Linked DNA regions of Mus musculus: all the other regions are linked to region 4. The links are chromatin contacts, called in public HiChIP or PLAC-seq and promoter capture Hi-C maps. All regions are on one chromosome and are shown on one strand. The core of a region is the stretch at or near the end of the contact, and the rest is flanking DNA. Distances in the headings are between cores, read along the strand shown. Region 1 holds the start of Trafd1 (TRAF type zinc finger domain containing 1). Region 2 holds the start of Atxn2 (ataxin 2). Region 3 holds the start of Adam1b (a disintegrin and metallopeptidase domain 1b). Region 4 holds the start of Camkk2 (calcium/calmodulin-dependent protein kinase kinase 2, beta).

Region 1 (2,700 bases), core at 139-2,638, 1.4 Mb before region 4:
ACAAAATGTTGCCCCCCCAAGCCTTAAAATACAAAGAATTCCCTTATGCCCTTCACCCAACTTCAGTAAAAGTTAATGTTATTAAACCCTAATTCTTTTTTTTTTTTAAATTAAATGTAACCAATCCTCAGGCCTTCTTCAAATGTCAGTGAGGAGACCACTATCCCCCTTCTTGGTTCAGTTTCAGTCCTGGGTGACATAAAGCTCTTAGATGTTACTACTTACTCTAATTTGAAAGCTCTCTCTCGTGTCTAATCTCTCACAGCCTTGATCGGCTAATTAGTACCTTAATCAGAGCCTGCTAGCGAAGACTGGCAGTTACTAAGAGTTTCTAGCTACTGGCTAGCTATTTTGTAATCAATCCTTCCATTTGGGGGCGGGGGTTGTCTGGTGTTTTCTTGGACTAAATTCAGGCTCTACACATTTGGCAGGAGTATTCATCAAACTAGCAGGGGCTCAAGCGATACGGGGCTCTGTGTTCCCTGACCAGGCATAAAACTGGGCATGATGGTACATGCCTGTAAATTTACCACTAGGGATATAGAGACAGAAGAATCACAAGTTCAAAACCATCTTGGCGACTTAGTCAGTTCAAGGCCAACGTGGGATGGATTCGACCCTAGTTCCAAAAAAAAAAAAAAAAAAAAGCAAAACCAAATGTAAGCAGAGCGCTAATATTGGACATCTTATCAAATGGTACGACACTGCCTACTTAGGTGTTTCTCCTCGGTCAAATCTGAGGCCCTCCCACCCGGGCTCGCAGGGCAAGAGCAGTCAGCTCCAGCCCTTTCTCTCGCTTCCCGTCCAGGATACAAGGCAGCTCCGATGTTTACATCACTCCTTCCCACGACACAGAAATAGACTTCGGCACCGACTGCTAACAAAGCGGCAGGCTGATCTGGACACTGTCAAGTCACCCGCCAGCAGCCTCAGCGCCCGGGCAAACTGACACTGTTTAACGAATCCAAGAGTCCAGTGTAGCAAAGCCCGGAAACCAAGCAAAGGTTCGTTTTCAATAACCTAAGGTGAGTGTCTGCGGGAAAGCACACAGACAAAGAGGGCGGCGGGACGGACAGACAGACCTCTAGCGACGGCAGGGAAGACTCAGCAAACCGGGAGGCCGGGGGAGGCGGAGGCAGGCCGGGCCACACGCCACCGCGGCGCCTCGGGGAGCGGCCGCTCTGCGCTCCGCGGGCCCGGGCGGTTGGAGCGGGCCGAGCCTCCGCCTCCCGCCGCGAGCCTGCGTCACCGCCGCCACCTCCCGCCCCGCCCCGCCCCACCCCGCCGCCCCCGTTCACCTCCGAGCCCAGCGGGAACAGCACCGCCACCGCCGCCTCCGCCGCCCGGAGCCAACAACCGCCCAGCTGCCCAGCCGCTTCCCACCGTCGCCGAGGGCCACGCCCATTGGCCAGCCGTGGGGCCCTGATGGAAGTCCATTGGACCACAGCGCTGCCGTTTCCTCGGGTCCGCCTCCTCATCCTCCATTGGCTCACAGCTCAGGGGGCAGGTTCCGAGGGTCATTTCTCCGCTCCCCACACACACACCTCTGGAAGCGGTGGCATCTACATTGATTGCTAGGATGATGCAGGGCAAACGTGCAGATGAGCCTACGATGACGGTGGGTGGCGTTTGCGCTCTGTCATGGGCCATTAATACCCACACCTTGTCATCCTTGTCATCCTTGTCATGAACGCTTCCTCCTGCCACACCTCTTCGAGGTGTCAGAGATTCCGATGTGCCAGCCAGGGTCTCCTTGCCGGACCTGGTGGCTTCTTCCTGCACCTCCTACCTCATGGATACAAAGGGGCGGGGGGGGGGGGCGGGATTCTAAATCTAAGCTGGCGTGTAAACTGCAAACAACATACAGCTGTGGGACTGGAGAGACACGTCTCCACGGCTAAGAACGCTTGCTACTCTTGGAGAGTTTGGTGTTCAGCACCCACAACAGGTGTTTCAGAACCCCCTGTAAGTCCAGCTGTAAGTCAGGGTATCAAGAGATTAATCATCTCATCACCATCATCTCATCATCATCGTCGTCGTCATCATCGTCATCATCTTAACAAAAGCAGAGCACAGAGGCCCATGCTTTTAATCCCAACATTTTGTCCTCAACTGCCTATGTAGTAAGGATCACCTTAAACTCAATCAATATCCTCCTGCCTCCATCCCCGCCAGTGCTGTTTTTGCAGGCTGAGGCTACCGCATCCAGCTAATTGCCACATGCTTTTATTTCCCTCAATATTTTAGGGAACTGCGGGCTCACTGCTGGCTCTGCGACTGCTGCGGGTGCCCGTGTTTCTGTTTTGTTTGGGGCTTTGGTTGTTTTGAACTAGCAAACTGTTTCTGAACGCGATGGCATCGTTTAAAGTTCCCATTGGGAGTGGAAGAAAGTTCCAGATGCCCCCCCCCCACGTGTTCCCAGGGTGATATAAATACATCCTGAAGAAATAAACAAGAGAATGGCAGTCGTGTCTCCTGGAAACAACTCACAGTCCTCGATGTGAAAGTGACTCAGAGGCTCCTCTGGAGTTTACTGGGGGAGGAAAGGACAACTCAAGAGGAGGACAAACAGCGCGGAAATGCTGAGTTACCTCAGCTTCTGCCTCCTGCCTCCACCTTGGCTTAAAATTTTGGGTTTGTTAAAAATTAAAGATTTTGGCTCGGCATGGTAGCACACGCCTTTTACCCCCCTCCCTCCCA
Region 2 (2,700 bases), core at 15-2,514, 1.1 Mb before region 4:
AGAGTTAGGTGGTGAGCTTAGGCAGCCTGGGCCTTTACCTTCTGAGCTATCTGCTAGCTACTTAAAAAAAAAAAAATCCATGTAGACCAACAAGTCTGGAACTCAAGAGATCCAGTTGCCTGTCCAGAGCTGGGATTAAAGGCATGTGCCATAACCAGGGGTAACTCTTCATTGAATTGCCCCTTCTTGAGACTGGGTCTCTTGTAGCTTAGCCTGGCCTAGAATTCCCTCATGAAGGTGAAGATGACCTTGACTGTCTAATCCTCCTTCCATTTCCCAAGTGCTCGTACTACAGGCAAGAACACCATGCCTGCCTTTAATTCACTGGAATGACTTTAATAGGTTGAGGGTTTTTTTTTTTCCCTCGGCCCATCACCTTCTTAAGCAATTTCACTTAGAAAAGAAAGAAAAAAAAAAAAACCAATTTAAACTCATTTGAAAAAAGTTAACCATTTGTTTCCAATTTAATTACAACACCTTAAAAAAAAAAACGGACCAGTGTTTGGTGGCCTTCCCGAGTTAAAGTAAAAGTTTTTAAAAGGGGTCAAGGTCTAAAGTTGACATTCTTGGGAAAGTCTGTTTAGTCTTCACCGAGGGAGACCCCATCACCCAGTTCTACTACCAATCAGGTCCATTTCCCTTCGGGTCCCCTGAAGGAGGAACTAAGAAGTCCGAGCGAGCTAGGGGGAAAAAAAAAAAGAGGGTTCAAATGAAGGTCAGAGACCCAACAGTTCGCCGGGGTGAATAAAGTGGGGCAAAGTGAAGCAGCTGGCGGTGGCTTCTGAGGCGGCAAGCTTCCCCACGCTGGCAGGGCAAGTCGGCACGCAGTGGCACCTGGGGGCCTACTGTGTGCCAGGCCCCGATTGCAGGTCCCCGCCCCGAAGGTGCCCGCAGGCCATCCTCTAAGTTGTGATTTGGTGGGGTGGGGGTGGGGTGAAATCAAGGTCCTCCAAGGGGGTCGAGGACACCCGAGCAGCTCACGGCGCCCGTCCCCGAAGCAGATCCCGAAGTTCAGACCCGCCTTGGCGAGGGCGGATCCCTCCTGGCCCCCTCCACGGCCCTAGTTCGACCCCGGGGAGAGCGAACGCGGCCCAGCGCTGCGCCCCGCTCCTCACGTGTCCCTGATCGGCCCCCCGGGCCGTCTCACGTTCGACTTCCGCCTGACCCTTCCGACTTCCGGTAAAGAGTCCCCCCCCCCACCCCCGACACCTCCCCCGCCCCGGGTCTGTTTCGCATCTCCGCGCCCTCCAGGCCCGCGTCAACCCCGTCCGCGTCCGCCAGCCCGGGTCCCATGCGTTCGTCCACCGCCGCCGCTCAGCGGCCCGCGGCGGGGGACCCCGAGCCGCGCCGCCCGGCGGGCTGGGCCGCGCGGCGCTCGCTCCCGCGGACGGCGCGGCGCGGCGGGCGGGGCGGCGCGGTGGCGTATCCCTCCGCCGGCCCTCCCCCGCGCGGCCCCGGCGCCCCTCCCCGCGGGCCGCGCTCGCCACCCTGCGCCTCAGACTGTTTTGGTAGCAACGGCCACGGCGCGTCCCGGCCCGGCTCCCGGCGGCTGCTCGGTGTCTGCGGGCCTCCCCGCCCCTTCGTCGTTGTCCTGCTGCCTCTGGCCCCCGCGGCCACGCCGGCCCGCGCCTGCCCGCCCGGCGTCCGCGCGTCCCCGCCGCGCTCCGGCGTCTCCTCCTCGGCGCGCCCGGCACCCGGCTGTCCCCGCCCGGCGTGCGAGCCGGTGTATGGGCCGCTCACCATGTCGCTGAAGCCGCAGCCGCAGCCGCCCGCGCCCGCCACTGGCCGCAAGCCCGGCGGCGGCCTGCTCTCGTCGCCCGGCGCCGCGCCGGCCTCGGCCGCGGTGACCTCGGCTTCCGTGGTGCCGGCCCCGGCCGCGCCGGTGGCGTCTTCCTCGGCGGCCGCGGGCGGCGGGCGTCCCGGCCTGGGCAGGTGGGTGTCAGCTCCCCCAGCCCCCTCCGCGCCGGGCCGATCCCGCGCCGCTCGTCCCCTCCCCCGCCTCGCGCCCCGTGACCGGCCGGCTTCGCGATGTGCCGGGGGGCCCGCGGAGGGGCGGGAGGCGCCGGCAGATTCCTTCGGGCTTCTCGGGCCGTGTCCAGCCTCCCGCACCATCGCGTCCCCTCCCCCCAGACGGCCAAGATGGACGGCCCTGGCGGCCCCCTGCCCCTCCCGGGTGTGCCAGGGGCGATTGGTATCCCGCCCCACCCCCTTGCTGCGCCCCCCCCCCCGATAGAAGGGCGGCTGAGCCTGGGTGCGGGTCGCAGGGGGTGGGGGGATCCTCTCCTGAAATGAGCCTCTTTGCCGGGTGGGGAGTCGGGAGGGAGGAGGGGAGATTGAGGCCCAGCCGCCCCAGGTAGGGTCAAGCCGGGTGTCCTGCATATCTATCCCCCGCCCCGCAGACCCTGGGAAGGTGGGCGACGGAGGCGAGGTGGGTGCCAGCGGCCTAACGCACCCATCCCCCTTTAGATCTGGGGCGGCGGGGTTCCCGCAGCGGGCCGTTCTTCCCCTCCCCCCCCCCAACTGGGGAAGGGGTGGGAGTGCCCGGCTCCCTCCAGGCCCGCCTCCCTCCTTCCCCGCAAGGTCCCCTGCGCGCGGGTGGTGGCCGATCCGCATTGCTGTTCCTCGTCCGCGGAGCAGAAGGCGCCTTTGAATAGAGGTGGGCGAGGGCCGGACTCTTGAGGTGGGTTGGCCGCGGGCTCT
Region 3 (2,700 bases), core at 64-2,563, 1.3 Mb before region 4:
CCCGGCCCACGAGTTTCTCCTGTCTCCAGAAGTTGAAATTCCTGAGTGTGGTCTGCAGGTCCACTGGGACCTCTATCGGGTCCCCCTCTGTCCAGATTTCCAGGCCCACCAGCACCACCTCTGTGTTTATCCCCCTAGTGAAGCTGTTGGCCAGAGCAATGATGTCCATTACTGCCTGGACCGTCTCGTTGATGTTACTGCCCCACATCTGGAACCGCTGGTGGTTGACCACCACAAACATCTCCACATACTTGGTGTGTGACCACCAGTCAGTCAGAACCAGTAGGTCATCGGGCTTCCTGCTCCTTGGTGGATGGCTGGTGTCCCCAGGGCTGTCTTTGGGAGTGACACTGCAGGAGACCACAGGCTGATGCTCCATGGTGTAGAGGACATGTTCAAAGTTTTTGGAAGAGAGCATGGGCTCAATGCCATAGGATGTTTCCTCTTTAATCAAGACCCCCCTGAGGCCTGAACAGATGTTGACAGAAACAAAGGAGCCTGGCACCCCTTCCATGTAGCCTTCATAGTGGCAGTCCTGGGAGAGGAGAGGCATTTCTTGCCTCAGGATGCCATTGTGGTAACTGTAGACTGGGAAGTTATTCTCAGGGTAGTGTCCCTTTACCTCGAGGTGAAGCAGCTGCTTTTGGCCTTGCATCAATAGCATGTAGGACACCTTCCCTCCAGGGTCTTTCCCCCCCTTGCCTGGCAGTCTCTCAGGGATGACAGTTTCATAGGAAGAATTATATACAGATCCAATGTCACAGAACGTGCTCGGGAGAAAAATTATTGCCAAGAGCAACATGGCCACCAGCCTGATACACCAGTGCTCTGGGATTTTCCCCAGCTTTAGTCGCTCCATCTGGGGAGGCCAAGTCTGACGTGTTCCTCCAACCTCTTACAAAGCCGCATGGGGCTCTACTTGAAAGAGAACGTGGACGCTGAATGTCTCGCTGTGGCTGAGTCTGCCATGATCCTTCTGACTCAGCTGATTCAGTGGGGCCTGCGTGTTGAATGTCAATGACAGCAGTAGCTCTCCTGATCTGGAGGCCCGGGTATTATCCCTACATCGATGCTGCGTGTTTTAAGTGTTGGTTCCTCCCCACCTCCGTGAGCTCAGCTTTCTGGCTAGGTCTTGTCCTGGTGACTCTGACCTCTGTGACCTTTCAGACAGTTTCTGTTCTTGGTTGCTTCTTTCAAAGTCAGCTCCTGTACGCCATCTCTAAGTCCTTTTGACAAGATGGAGAGAGGTGCCTCTACTACAGTGTGGGACTGTACCTTGACTGTACCTGACTCAGCAGGAGCCACACACGGAACACCCCTCCCCCACTGCTCTCAACTCTTCCTGTTGTCAGTTGCTCAGCTAACCCCAAATGTTCCAAATCAAGGAGCTTGGAGATCCCCTAGGTGGGCATACTCTGTTATATCTGTTTCCTGACCTCCAAGACCCTTGCTCTGTAGACAGGAGCGTTCTAACCCAGGGCAGGTTTTGAGCTCTGAGAAGTGTGATGGATAATCACAGATTTAGGAGACCAGACTGAGAGGTCAAGCCCCTGAGCTGTATGATGGAGCACAGAGGAGCTAGGGGCGCGGCCTGTGGAGAAGAATAGCATCGCCCTTCACAGCCTCCAGACCCAGTTTCTCAGAGGCCATGGAAGATGCATGGTAGCCTCCTGCTAACATGTCCACAGTAGCTGGCATCTCAAAGGCCTAGCCCCAACACACTGATTCCCTAAGGTTATGTGTGGTTATATGTGTGTCTTTGTTTATGTGCTAGTGTTGCGCCAGGTCGCCTGAAACTCTTAATCTTCCTCATGGTCCTGGCAGCTTATAAGATTACATGTGTTAGCCTTTCTTCTAGCCTCTATGTACCCATGTGTACACGGGTCACATGAGCTGAACTCATTCAGGTGTGCACACAGACACACTAAGTCTTCACACGATATCTTATTTGTGTATCTTATGGGACACAGTACATTAATCTTACATATATAAACATGTATGATAAAGGGGGAGTGCTTTTAGTCTATAAGTGGCACACCACAAAACCTCTCAAAGCAGTGGCTGGCTCCTCCTTCCCACCCCAGCCTACAGCCAAAGTAAAATGCCACTTCAGGAATTGTTAAAAATGGCAGCTCCTGTCAAAATGGCCCCAACAGGACATCTCAGCCAACAGCCAGCACTGGAGCCTTTCCCACCTCAGCAAGAGAGGCCCCTCAGGAGCTATCCATGGCCTACCACACCTCCTCTCAGCCTCTCTGAGCAGCCCCACAGACGTGGAGCAAAAGCCAGCTGAAGCCAGGAAGGACTCCCTAGCCTGACCCTTGGATGCAATGCAGGGAAAAGTGGGTGAAAAAGGCCACCAATCCCTGAGCTCCCAAGCTTAGGATGTGAGTCCTTGCAAGCAAGCCGCAGCCTTTCCTGGATTCATCCATCCCTTCTCCTCCAGGATTCTCCCCTTTAATAAATCTCCTTTATGAGTCTTACTGCATGGAGTGGCTTTCTCATCAGAAGAAACCGAGAAGAAAAGCTAGGAAAAGAAGAAGTGAAGAGAAGAAGGAGCAGGGCTGGGGCTCTCAAACTCCTCAGCTCAGTCAGGGGTACCCTCCCCTTGACCTGCAGCACCTCTGCTAAGGAGCCTTCCATGTCTCAGGATACCCTCCCATCCAAGCAGAGACACTTAACGGCATTTCCAGCTCTTCA
Region 4 (2,700 bases), core at 86-2,585:
TGTAGACCAGGGTGGCCTCGAACTCAGAAATGCACCTGCCTCTGCCTCCCGAGTGCTGGGATTAAAAGTGTATGCCACCATGGCCCGGCATATGACATTTTTGATGAAGTGTACAGCAGTAGAGTGTACAAGGAGGGGGATCGGGCAAACTGAAGCTGCTTCTGTACACTGATAGCACGATCTATTCTGAAACCGCAGTTTCTGTGGGTTTGGGAACAGCGGCAGCCCCTGCCACTTCCAAAGAACAAAGGAGCTGTGGGGAGGCAGAGCAATCCTCCTCTAGGTCCTGTGGGGGCAGAGTCAGGAGGAGGAGTAAAAGACATCATTAATGCCCCAGGGCACCTGAAGTTTCTACTCCAGGACTGGGGGAACATCACAGAGGAGGTTGAGGAAGGTAAAAGTTGCATCTAGGGTAATGAATGCGGAGCATGACCCACCCACCCCCAGATCAGGAGGCTGTTTGCCCATGGCACCTGAGATGTCCTCCACCCCCTGCTCCATCCCCCTGCAAAGTGCCACCTCTTCATCTCCAAGTGAGAGCAGCCGGGGAGGAGGCTGACAGAGCTGTGAAAACACCCCGTTTCCCAAACTGGGCATTCAGGGGGTGGGGAGAACCCTGGCATAGCCCCGGTGATAGCGGGGCACCACCACCCCAGGGCTGTGCCAGAGGGAGCCGGCAGGCACTCTTTATGCATCGCGCGCTGCAGCCCAGAGGTAAATTTAGGTCAAAAGGATCAAGTCGGCCTGTGAGGTCGGGGTGATCAGAGGGCAGACTCGGGTCCAAGCCCCTAGGACCAGGGTCCTCCCCGTGCCTGGCAGCCTGCGGAGGTGGGACGCTCCCGCGCGCTCAGGTTCCGCACCTGTCAAGCGCCAGGGGTGGCCTAGGCCATCGCTGGGATCCGGGACCGCCCTGGCCGGCGGACCTTGGTGCGGAACTCCTGGCCGGCTCCTGCCGCCGGACCCCAAGCGCCGCCCGGCTCCGGAGGCCAGGGGGAAAGGGGGCGCAGCCCTCCACGTGGCGGGGCGCGGGGCGGCGCACGTGGGGTCCCCTCGGGGCCCGCCTCTGGGCTGTGTCTGCCGGCTCCCGCGCGCGTCCGGGACCCAAAGACCCACGGGGAGGTTGCGTCCCTCCCCCACCCACCCCCGACTCAGCCCGGCCCGCCTCGGGCCAGCTCACCTGGGCTCCGCGCCGCCGCCTCCCGCGCTCTGCGCCCCCGGCTCGGCTTGGCTCGGCTTGGCTCGGCTCGGCTCGGTCCGGTTCGGCTCTCCACGGGAGGAGCCGCCCGGGCTTCGGCTCGCGCGCGGCGCGGCGGCGCCTCGGGCTCCTTGCTGATTGGCCAAGGACCCGGCGTGGAGCGCGCGTGCCCGCCGCAGCCTCGGCCGCGCGCGCCGGGTCCCGCGGAGACTTAAGTAGCGGCGGGGCGGAGGTGGAGGCGGGAGGGGGGGTGGGGGGAAGGAGGCGACAGGAAGCGAGGCCCGACTCGCGCAGGGGCGAACAGGCCGCAAGTTTGGGAGTGGGTCTCGGTTCCTGCGAGATGCTCCACGCCGCTTTGTCCCTGAGCGTGGAGAAGTTCCCCCAAAGGCGACGGGGGAAAACCCAGGAGCCGTCTGGCGGTTCCCTCCCTGGATTTCGGGGCAACGCCCATTATGGGGAAACCCTTCCGCAGCCACCACCCCTCTGACCACTGCTGCAGGCTCGCCCTAAAATGCATCACTCACTCTGAACAGCCCAGCGAAGTTCTAGGTCTCTCCACAAGACTGACCAAACATTCTTCCCCTTTTTGACGGTTTACTTTGCTGGAGCCTTAAAATATTTAGTCTCCCAGTTGGGTAACAACGGAGAAAAAAAAGGGTATTTCAAGGGCTCGCTCACCCGGTGGCCTTGGATGTGGGGGGCCGGTGAACTCAGACTCGGATGTTCACCAGTGGCTGTCTGCATGCATGTTTCTGCCGGCAGCCAAAGGGTTGAGATGTCAAATTCACTAAGAATTCAAAGCTCTTTGTCAACTGGGTCGATTTTCAGCCCTCAATAAATTATTGCCATATTTCTAGGCTGGGCACTCACAAACAGTCCCCAGGACCGGACAAATAAACTCAATGAGCGTTCTAATGAGATGACCACCTCTGATACTGCTAAGCGCTCTTCCATTTATTTGTTAGTAGTAGCAACTGGAGCGAGACGAAGTGGAATAGTACACAATAGTTAAAAGGACTGTTAGATCTATTTGTACCCCCACAGGAAAAGGAAAACAAAAACATGTAGCGTAAGACAGCAAGCTGCAGGAGACAGTATCATGCACAGTTTGCGTGTCTTTTTAAGCCCCACTCTTGACTGACTTCCTGAGGAGACATGAACAAATGCCTATTCACCCAAAATAGGGCGCCGACAACAGATCAAAAACATCCAAGCCCAGCTTGGTGAACCAATGGGTTTATTGGGCTTACTCATCTCCAGCATGGACAGTGACCTGCCAGAAGGAGTGTCTCCTTCGTTTACCCACCCCTTTATATTCTCTAGCATCTCCCGGGGCCAGGTGCTGTTGGAGGTCTGCACAGGAGGAGAGGCGGGAGCAACTGTAATCTCAGGTGAGGGTCTAATGACTCTCCCCATTTCTTCCCTAGAGGGTGGATAATAGCCTCTCTCCAGTAAGGGACGGGTGCAGAGGCAAGCACAGATGCTCTGATTTCAAGAGGGACATG

What was found. HiChIP or PLAC-seq counts read pairs in DNA pulled down with a chosen protein or histone mark. Capture Hi-C pulls out chosen DNA fragments and counts their contacts.
Region 1: a contact with region 4 is called in a promoter capture Hi-C map of adipose tissue, with 2.6 times the contacts expected there. The contact joins the promoter of Trafd1 here to the promoter of Camkk2 in region 4.
Region 2: a contact with region 4 is called in an H3K27ac HiChIP or PLAC-seq map of microglia, with 6 times the contacts expected there. The contact joins the promoter of Atxn2 here to the promoter of Camkk2 in region 4. A contact is called at or near these places in 2 of 39 promoter capture datasets (embryonic stem cells and pre-B cells), 1 of 484 Hi-C or Micro-C datasets (embryonic stem cells) and 2 of 115 datasets of contacts at active chromatin or transcription factors (microglia and stem cell-derived neural progenitor cells).
Region 3: a contact with region 4 is called in an H3K27ac HiChIP or PLAC-seq map of microglia, with 6 times the contacts expected there. The contact joins the promoter of Adam1b here to the promoter of Camkk2 in region 4. A contact is called at or near these places in 1 of 39 promoter capture datasets (cranial neural crest) and 1 of 115 datasets of contacts at active chromatin or transcription factors (microglia).

What each region holds. Positions count from the first base shown.
Region 1 is chr5:121,384,227-121,386,926 of GRCm38.p6, forward strand. It overlaps Trafd1 (TRAF type zinc finger domain containing 1), which reads right to left and starts at 1,389. Exons shown (of 12, transcript NM_001163470.1): 1 at 1,299-1,389. Gm42020 (predicted gene, 42020) reads left to right here and starts at 1,287. Exons shown (of 2, transcript NR_168130.1): 1 at 1,287-1,618; 2 at 2,248-2,664.
Region 2 is chr5:121,710,345-121,713,044 of GRCm38.p6, forward strand. It overlaps Atxn2 (ataxin 2), which reads left to right and starts at 1,265. Exons shown (of 25, transcript NM_009125.2): 1 at 1,265-1,932. The coding sequence starts at 1,292.
Region 3 is chr5:121,502,122-121,504,821 of GRCm38.p6, forward strand. Adam1b (a disintegrin and metallopeptidase domain 1b) reads right to left here and starts at 1,314. Exons shown (of 1, transcript NM_172125.3): 1 at 1-1,314. The coding sequence starts at 859. It also overlaps a transcript of Tmem116 not described here.
Region 4 is chr5:122,778,075-122,780,774 of GRCm38.p6, forward strand. It overlaps Camkk2 (calcium/calmodulin-dependent protein kinase kinase 2, beta), which reads right to left and starts at 1,336. Exons shown (of 17, transcript NM_001199676.1): 1 at 1,178-1,336.